2 separate regions of the Sus scrofa genome follow, and region 2 is linked to region 1. Evidence: chromatin contacts called from public HiChIP or PLAC-seq data. All regions are on one chromosome and are shown on one strand. The core of a region is the stretch at or near the end of the contact, and the rest is flanking DNA. Distances in the headings are between cores, read along the strand shown. Region 1 has its middle 540 kb from the start of QKI. Region 2 overlaps PACRG (parkin coregulated gene protein).

Region 1 (4,302 bases), core at 723-3,222:
TCCCTTTTCTCCCATGTGTGCCTCACTTCCTTGGCATCTGGCTCTTACCTTTACTGAGTCTCTCCCAGGTCTTATCAGGTCTTCTCTCCAGACCTCACTCTTCTCTATTCCTCCGTGCATTTGACCTGTGCAACAGCTGCATTCTTAGATTTCTCTTGACCTCACACAGTCCCACCTCCCCGTCTTCTCTGACTGCATCCCACACTCACTCCTCTTCCTCTATACACTTCTGATCTGCAGGAACTCATCCCGCAGCTTTCTTTTCCTCACTCCATTTATTTTATTCTCTTCATGATCTCAAACAATTCCTGGTACTTTGACTCTCCCAACTCTGGACATTCAACTCCTGTATCTGTCTCTCTAGCTTTGCTCTTTCTACTTTAAACTCTTTAGGTTCCAAATCTATATTTTAAGCTTCCTACAAGGTACAAGATATATGACTGTCATATCAATCTCTAAGATGGCAGTGGAAATAAAAATTAGAAAAAGTTGGATGAACACTCTAGCAAAAGAGTGTTTAGAATTTTGAAGGTCACTGGATGTGGACGACAGGGAGAAAGAACCATCAGAGACTACCTGTTGTGTGGGGTCTGTGTGAGTGATGGGCACAGCTCTCAGAGGCCTTGCAATGGGGCCCTTCCTCTTTTTTTCTAAGAATGATGTTTTTCTTGAAGATCTTATTCACTCCTTGGGTCCGACCTCTATGAAGACAACACACACAGCTTTCTCTTGACGTGTCTTTTTTTTAAATAAATTTTATTGGATTGCAGGGGACTTAAATGTGTTAGTTTCAAGTGTGCAGCAAAGTAAACCAGGCATACATATACATATATATTTACTCTTTTTCAGATTCTGTCCCCATATAGGCTGTCACGGAGTATTGAATACATTTCCCTAAGCTATATAGTAGGTCCTTATTACTGATCAGCTTTGTTTATTGCAGTGTGTATAAGCCAATCCCCACCTCGAAATCCATCCCTCCCCCCAACCTTTCCCCCTTGGTGACCAAAAGATTGGCTTCAAAATCTTTGAGTCTGTTTCTGTTTTGTGAATAAGTTCTTTCACATCGTTTTAAAGTTTGATTCCACGTTTTAGTGATCGCACATGGTACTTGTCTTTCTCTTTGACAGGTTTTTTATGGGAGTTCCAGTTCTATAGGAACAGCTGGACATCCATGCAATGCTCTCCTGACACTTTACTTTCAGTGCATCTAAAAGGAAACTGCTTATGTTCCTCCCCAAATTTTACTTCTTTACAGTATTAGGCTGTCTTCCTCGTCATCACCATAACTTCTCAGGTCTGAAACCTGAAATTGATCTCTTTGTACTCTGTCATTTATCCTACCCCTATGTGACATGAGGGTGACTTTTGAGGTTTTGCTCTGTAATACTCCTCCCCCTTGTCTCCGCTTTACCATTGCCAGTGTCTCCTTTTTGGCTTGATTCCATCATGGTGGATTAGACGATCATGCAGACGCTTCACCCTCTCATGCTCATTCCCGTGTGAGTGGTGGATGAGCTTGCTCTTCACTCGAGGCTTGACCAGGTGACGTACTGAGCCAATAGGATATGAACAGCTCTGACTGTACAGAGTTTGGAATGTGCTTACACAGCTGTGCTTGTGCTCTTGTGTGTCAGTCACTGTGCATCTGCCCTTGCCAGACAAAGGAGGGCATAGGGCAGCCCACTGGTCCTAGGAGAGGGGTGGAAGCCCAGCTAACCTGCAGATCTGTGACCTAAATAAAAGCTTATTTATGTATGCTGCTGCTAACTTTCATGGTAGTTTGTTATGCAGCATTATCAGGACTCTAGTTAAGAGCATACCTCTGTTTCTGTTCTAATAAATCCCTGCTTGTAATTCTGTTTCCTCTCTGTCTCAACCCCGCCTCTCCTTCACACATTGTAGACTGCTGTTCTCAAAGCACAGCTGTAGTTGGGGAGTCTCCGGGAACAGCTCAACCACTGTCAGGGGCTTGTTATTACTCATTGTCTGATTCACCTCCACAGACTGTCAGCTGGAGCCCTGCATGATACAGCTCATCCTCTATTTCAGGGGCCATCTCACTCTTTTTCTGCACGTAGACCACAGGCAAACCCAAGTGCCGACACACCCAGAGTTTTTGCTTATCGAGTCTTTCCACACATTGTTTCATTAGCTTGGATTGTCTGCTCAAGCGGTTGGTCAGATTTCAAAATCCTAAATATTTTTCTTTTTTCCCATTTTTTAAAAGTTTATTGAAGTAGTGTTGACTTACAAGGCTGTGATAGTTTCTGCCATACAACAAAGTAATTCTGCTATACATGTGCACACACCCATCATCTTTCAGATCCTTTTCCCACATAGATTATCACAGAATATTGGGTAGAGCTCTCTGTGCTATACAGCAGGTATATACTTCAGTGTGCTTATGCCAACCCCAAACCCCTAGTCCATCCCCCCACCACCCCTGTCCCGTGATAACTGTAAGTTTGTTTTCAAAGTCTATGGGTCTGTTTCTGCCATTTATAGCACATGGATGGACCTAGAAATTATCCTACTAAGTGACGTTAGACAGTGAAAGACCAACATCATGCGATACCACTTGTATGTGGAATCTACAGAAAGGATACAAATTAACTTATTCATGGAACAGAAACGGACTAAGTATCTTTCAAGATGCACCCTCCACACTCTCTCTCCATAAATTCTTTGCCATTCTGTGGACACCACGTGTAAGATGATCTTTTCCTCCTTTCAACACCATTAGATTTTTTTTTTCAAATTTATGACACTCACTTTTTTTACACACTTGTCCTCTTCCTGTTTTTCCATCACTCCCACTTCATTCTCCCCAAACACTCCTATCGGCCTGATTTTATGTCTTTTTTTTCCCTGTCTTTTCTATAGTTTGAAAATCAGTACGTAACAAAGCAGGGTTTCAACTTTTGTTCAAATCGAGTTGAAAAAAGTAAATGATAGTTTCTCCAATACCTTAAAAAAAAAATCATTTGCAGTCAAAAAAGGGACTTTTAAATTGTTTTGATGGTGGGGAAAGTACTATATGCTGTAAATGAGTAATCCTGTATCTGGAGTACTTCACTCCAGTAGGAATCTTAGCATGAACTCAGGCTGTGTGACGTCTCAGGGTTTCTAGGATGTGGGCAGAGAGGAAGCTAGGACTTGGTGAGGCATAGAAAGACAAGCCTTTCCTACTCTGCCATGACTCTCCAGACTGATGCAAGCTCAGTGACGAGAGCAGAAGTTTCTATGAAAGTAGAAAGTATCTCCAGATCAAAGTAGGTTCCTTAGAAAGCTGTGTCCATTCATTTGATTAATCTTTTGTTTATTTGTTGCTATTTTGGCGTTTTCAGGCTATGAGTAAAGATGCACCATCATTTTAGTCCAAATATTTTGAGATACCAGAAATCTCATGACAACGCTAACCTCATGAGGCATTTTGGCCTGGGGCTGTATCATGCCTTACCACATCCAGTGGCACTTCTAAAGGAGAAAGTTTCACCCCCAGTTAGGGGTCATGGAAACAAATGGGGTTCCACTAAAGGCAGGTGTTAGAATAGCCAGGAATCAATGACTCCACCCTAGTTCATGTCTTCCATGAACTGGGAGATATCTACTGTATGATTTGGTGAAGGCATTTGGGCTGTAGTAACGTCCAGAATGCATTTCTGGATCAGGTTGGTCAGGACTTTTTTTCTTACCAGCGACCAACAGAACACATCATTGGGCAGATTACTTTGCTAGGGGAAGACTTAAAACTTCAGCCATGCTTTGGGATATTAACTCATCCTTTGAAAGTTGGAGCGAATGAGAGGAAATTAAGGTCAGGTCATCACCAGAGAAGTTGAAATCGTTGACTCTAAGCTGTCCATGGCCGCATCCTCTCACCTTATTCACCTCAGCCATTGATCCAGGGTCCAATATTCCTCTTCACCAGAGGTTCACATCAAGCAATGCCTGATTCAGAGACAGACATCCAAAAGGGGCTAACGAGATCACTGTGGCTTATTCTGCTATGCTCCCAAAAAAGACAGGTTTATAAATGAACCGTTTTATAACTCTCCCCTGGTTATGCTGCCCACCATGTCAGTTTTGATTATGGTGCACAAAGAAACATACCTGCGTCTATCTGGTAGACTGACCAGCCATGTGCAGTAGCAGAAGACTGTCAAGTGGTTGAATATGTGTGTCCCTATACAGAAATTCTTGGGTTATAAAATTGTGTTTTTCTATAATATACTGTGACTTTAAGTGCCTTTCCCTAAAAAATGCAAATATATATACATATGTGTGTAAATATATGTA
Region 2 (3,972 bases), core at 528-3,027, 760 kb before region 1:
TTTGACCCAGGTCATTGAATGATTTTTATTAGTACACACACACACAGACACACACACACAGACACACACAGTCTGAGAAACTCCCAAGGATCTTTTCCCTGGGAAAAAGAATGCTGCTTGCATTGATCAATACACTTTCTTGCTTCCTTCACTTTGACTGGATCCTGAAACGCATGCAAGGGAGCTTTACTGGGTGTCAGGAGACCTGGGTTCAGGGCACACTTCTAGCACAGAGCTATGCAATCTCTGGAAGATTCTAGACCCCTTGACTTCAAGTCCTAATCCCTAATACAGAGAGATTGGTTTGCCAACTAGATTTTAAAATACTCACAAACTCAACATAATCATTTTTAAATCCAGGAATTAAACCTAAAGAAATAATTAAAGGTAGAGATAGACTGAAATCATTAGATATTTTAAATTTGTTTTTAGTAACAATGACGAAACAGAAATAAGTAAAATGCCCACCAATATGGAAATGGTGAAGTAAATTATATTTTATTCCCTTGATGGAATATTACATTGCTATTTAAAGTGAAACATTTTAAGGATATGATAAAAGCAAGATAAAAAGTTTAAAATTAAGGTATGAAAATGAATATAATATAACTTTTTTTTTTTTTTTTTTTTTTTTTTTTTTGCTTTTTAGGGCCACACCCGCAGCATATGGAGATTCCCAGACTAGGAGTCTAATCTGAGCCACAGCTGCAGGCCTACACCAGAGCCACGGCCACACCAGATCCGAGCCACATCTGCGACCTACACCACAGCTCATGGCAACACCAGATCCTGCTGCTGAGTGAGGCCAGCGATTGAACCTGCAACCACACGGTTCCTAGTTGGATTCATTTCTGGTGTGCCACGACGGGAACTCCGTATATAATATAATCCAAATTGTGTGTTACTATGTGTGTGTTAAATACACATATATGCGCACACACGCATACATCAGAAGGAAATGCATTTAAATGCAATAATAATGGCTATTTCTTGGAAGGGAGGGTATAAAGGATTGCCTTTGGTTCTTTTGCTTACCATCTCTTCCATAACGAACTGTAAAATGAGAGAAGAAAAGTTGTTTTAAAAATTAAATTTTGAGATTCGTCTAGATTATGTCAAAATTTCTCTATAATTCTAAACATCTATTGCATTTATGAGCCAATTAAAAATTCAAAAATAACGAATAGGTTTTAGAATTTCCAAAAGTAGTCTGTCCGTAGAATAGAGACACTTTGTGCCATGATCTTTTCTCCTCCGGGGCTAGACTGTAGCAGACCTTGCGCCTGGGTTATAAAGATACCATACCCCCTTTTAGAAGCCAAAGCATGGCCATTCTCCACGGTTTAGGCGGGTCTGCTTCAGGCTTTGAATCCTGCAATAAGGTAGAGCCTCCTGGCTTAGGTCCTTGCTCTCCATCTCCTCACGTATTTCAAAAGATTTTGCCTCAAGGCCTCCAGGTCGTGGGATAAGAATTCAAGTCACTGCTTCCCTTTTTGTAGGAAGTACTTTCGAGGACCCTCCCTCTACACCTCCAAGCAGGAGAGTACTTAGTGGGTGTCTGGAAGCTCCCAAACCAGCAACTTCCACCCACACGTGTCCAGCAATTCGTGAGTCCCTGGGTTAAAATTTGCATCTAGGGTGGCGGTGTCTCATTCTTCCCATTTCTTCGAGCAGCGCCCTGGGCTCCCAGAGCGAAGATAATTCAGTGCATAGAGGGTGGCACACACTCCCTGGGGCAGCTGCTAGCAGAACGTTTATGACAAGGCAAAGCTCCCAGAGCCATCCGCTGTCATTTCACGACCCTGTGCAAGACGAGGCCAGGCTCAGGAAGCGTCGGCCAGCCACAGAGCGCCGCGCCAGGAATTCCGGGTCCCTGGAAAGGGTTTCTTCTGTATGATGTCCTTTCCCACTTACTTGGAAACACGTGTCACCACCCAGTCTGAGAACAGAACAGCACATGGAGAATCTGACTTTTCAAAACTTCAGTTCCCAACGCCTGGTCACAGACTCATAGACACTTCCTCCTCCCACAGACCCATCAGTCACTTCCCTGCTCTGGCCAAACCATGCCAGGGGCATGGCTGACTCAGAGAAAGGGGCATCTGGTCTAGAGGCCCTTGCAGAAGAAGCCCAGACTCCTCCGCTTCAAGCCACGTTGTCCCCGTGAGGAAATTACTTCGGGTACCCAACTTAAACTGCTCCTAAGCGTTTGTGGGTTTCTTTTTATTCAATTCTCATTCGAAGTAGAAAATAGCTGGGCACTATCTCTGACCCTCACTCCTGTCACTGTCACTGATGCTGCCTCTGCCGTTACCTCAATTACCTCATTTAATCTCACAGCAATCATAAGAAGGAGGCCTTGGCTTTACCTTATTATACATCAGAAAACTTAAGCTCCAAGAGATGAAAGCATTTGTCCAACGTAGAGCTGGGTAAGAGCAGAGCTGAACTGCCAGTTTTTTCCATGATGCCATGTTGCCAAATCGTATATCTTATATACCTGAAAGCTGCTCAACTTCCTGAGTCTTCATGAGGTGAAATTATCCTTGTCTCTCATCCTTCTCCTAACCTGGATTTCTGCGTCTCTTAAATCCCTGCCGATATCTGCGTGTTGAGAGGAAGGCTACCACTGTTAGTATTTTCCCCCGAGACCTGCCCTTGCAGATAACTGGGTTTGGCCTTGGCGGGGGTGGAGGAAGGAGAGTTAATTTTAAAACCTGGGGAGCAGTGTCAGCTCTGAAATCTCCTTAGGGAGGTGAGCCGGTCGGAAGGGAGCTTGGGAGACTCCCCTGGAAGCTGTGTTTGCAGAGAAGCACAGTCTTTGCTTTGCTTATGTGTGTATTTGAGTCGGCTTCCGGGGGTGACCCAGGAAGGCTGGAGATGGTGGTGAGTGAATCCCCGACCCGGGTCGCCCTGGATGCTGCCACTCCTGAGGAATTTTTGGAGACAGTTATTTTTGGTGGAAGGCGTCGTGGGATTTCTCTGGTAGCCCAAGGGGTGCATAAAAGTAGCTGTTGAGATCCAGGCAGACAGTAAGCTGCCGTGAGAAAACCAAGCGTCCCGTAAGCTGCAAAGCAGCCAGGCCTTTGAGCCCTGGTCCACGACACTGTGAAACGTAAGGAAGGGTTAGGCCAGATGGGCTCTGAGCGACACTGGACGGAAGAGCAGGCACAGCGCTGCTTCCTCAGGCAGCCTCCCCGTGGACGAGCCTGGCGTTTTCGCTTATTAGCCCACATTTTGCTTCTGCGACATAGTGAGTCAGAAGATAAATAGGCCGTTTTGATTTTGGATTTCTTATCTCGGATGCTAAAATCATTTAATGTTTCCATTCTCCTGTGCAGAGCCCAGGTAAAAAGATTTTTCTGTTTATTTCCAAGCACGTACCTAATTTAGAGGTTTTGACTTCCACGTCAAAATAACCCTACTGAGAGAAATAACAGAATACAAGTAGAAGAGTTAGGATTAGTCAATGTTAGTTTCTGTGTCTTGCTTTCCCTTACCTGTGGGGCGTCTTTGCACACAAACATTCACTTCTTTATTCTAATAGCTCTTTTATTTCTTCAGGTGCCCATGACCATGGGCGGGACAAATATACAAACATGTCTCTGATTCTCTTGCCATAACATTTGCTTCAAGAGAAAATTGTGCCATCTCGGGCTAAGTCACAAGAGCAAAACTTCCCCTTTCTTTGGTCAGTGACACTCTGCCCAATAGTGGAGGACAAAGGAAAATTCCCAGACAGCACACCAGCCTGGTCATGTGCTGGGCTTGTCTTCTTTTGATTAGCATTTGTTTATTTGTGTAGTAAATATTTTTTGAACACCCACCAGCTAAGAGTCACTATGTTCAGTCCTGGAAGTAGAAAGAAGGAGGGAGGGAACCAGGGAGAGAAGTAGGAAGGGAGGGAGGAGGGAAGGAGAAAAAAACCTGGACAAAATTCCTGTCCTTGCAGAAACAGTAGCCAAGCTCAGG

Evidence for each region. HiChIP or PLAC-seq counts read pairs in DNA pulled down with a chosen protein or histone mark.
Region 2: an H3K27ac HiChIP or PLAC-seq map of alveolar macrophages shows a contact between it and region 1. The contact joins two enhancer-like sites. A contact is called at or near these places in 2 of 2 datasets of contacts at active chromatin or transcription factors (alveolar macrophages and skeletal muscle).

Annotation. Positions count from the first base shown.
Region 1 is chr1:4,341,236-4,345,537 of Sscrofa11.1, reverse strand. No RefSeq gene overlaps it. Among named protein-coding and RNA genes, the nearest start is that of QKI, 540 kb to the left of the region's middle. Within about 2 kb of position 1,972, at least 5 of the 83 cell types and tissues checked have an H3K27ac peak or open chromatin away from gene starts, as enhancers often do. A contact at or near this core is called in alveolar macrophages, where this site is marked.
Region 2 is chr1:5,098,191-5,102,162 of Sscrofa11.1, reverse strand. All of the region lies in intron 4 of PACRG (parkin coregulated gene protein), which reads left to right. Among named protein-coding and RNA genes, the nearest start is that of QKI, 220 kb to the right of the region's middle. Within about 2 kb of position 1,777, at least 8 of the 83 cell types and tissues checked have an H3K27ac peak or open chromatin away from gene starts, as enhancers often do. A contact at or near this core is called in alveolar macrophages, where this site is marked.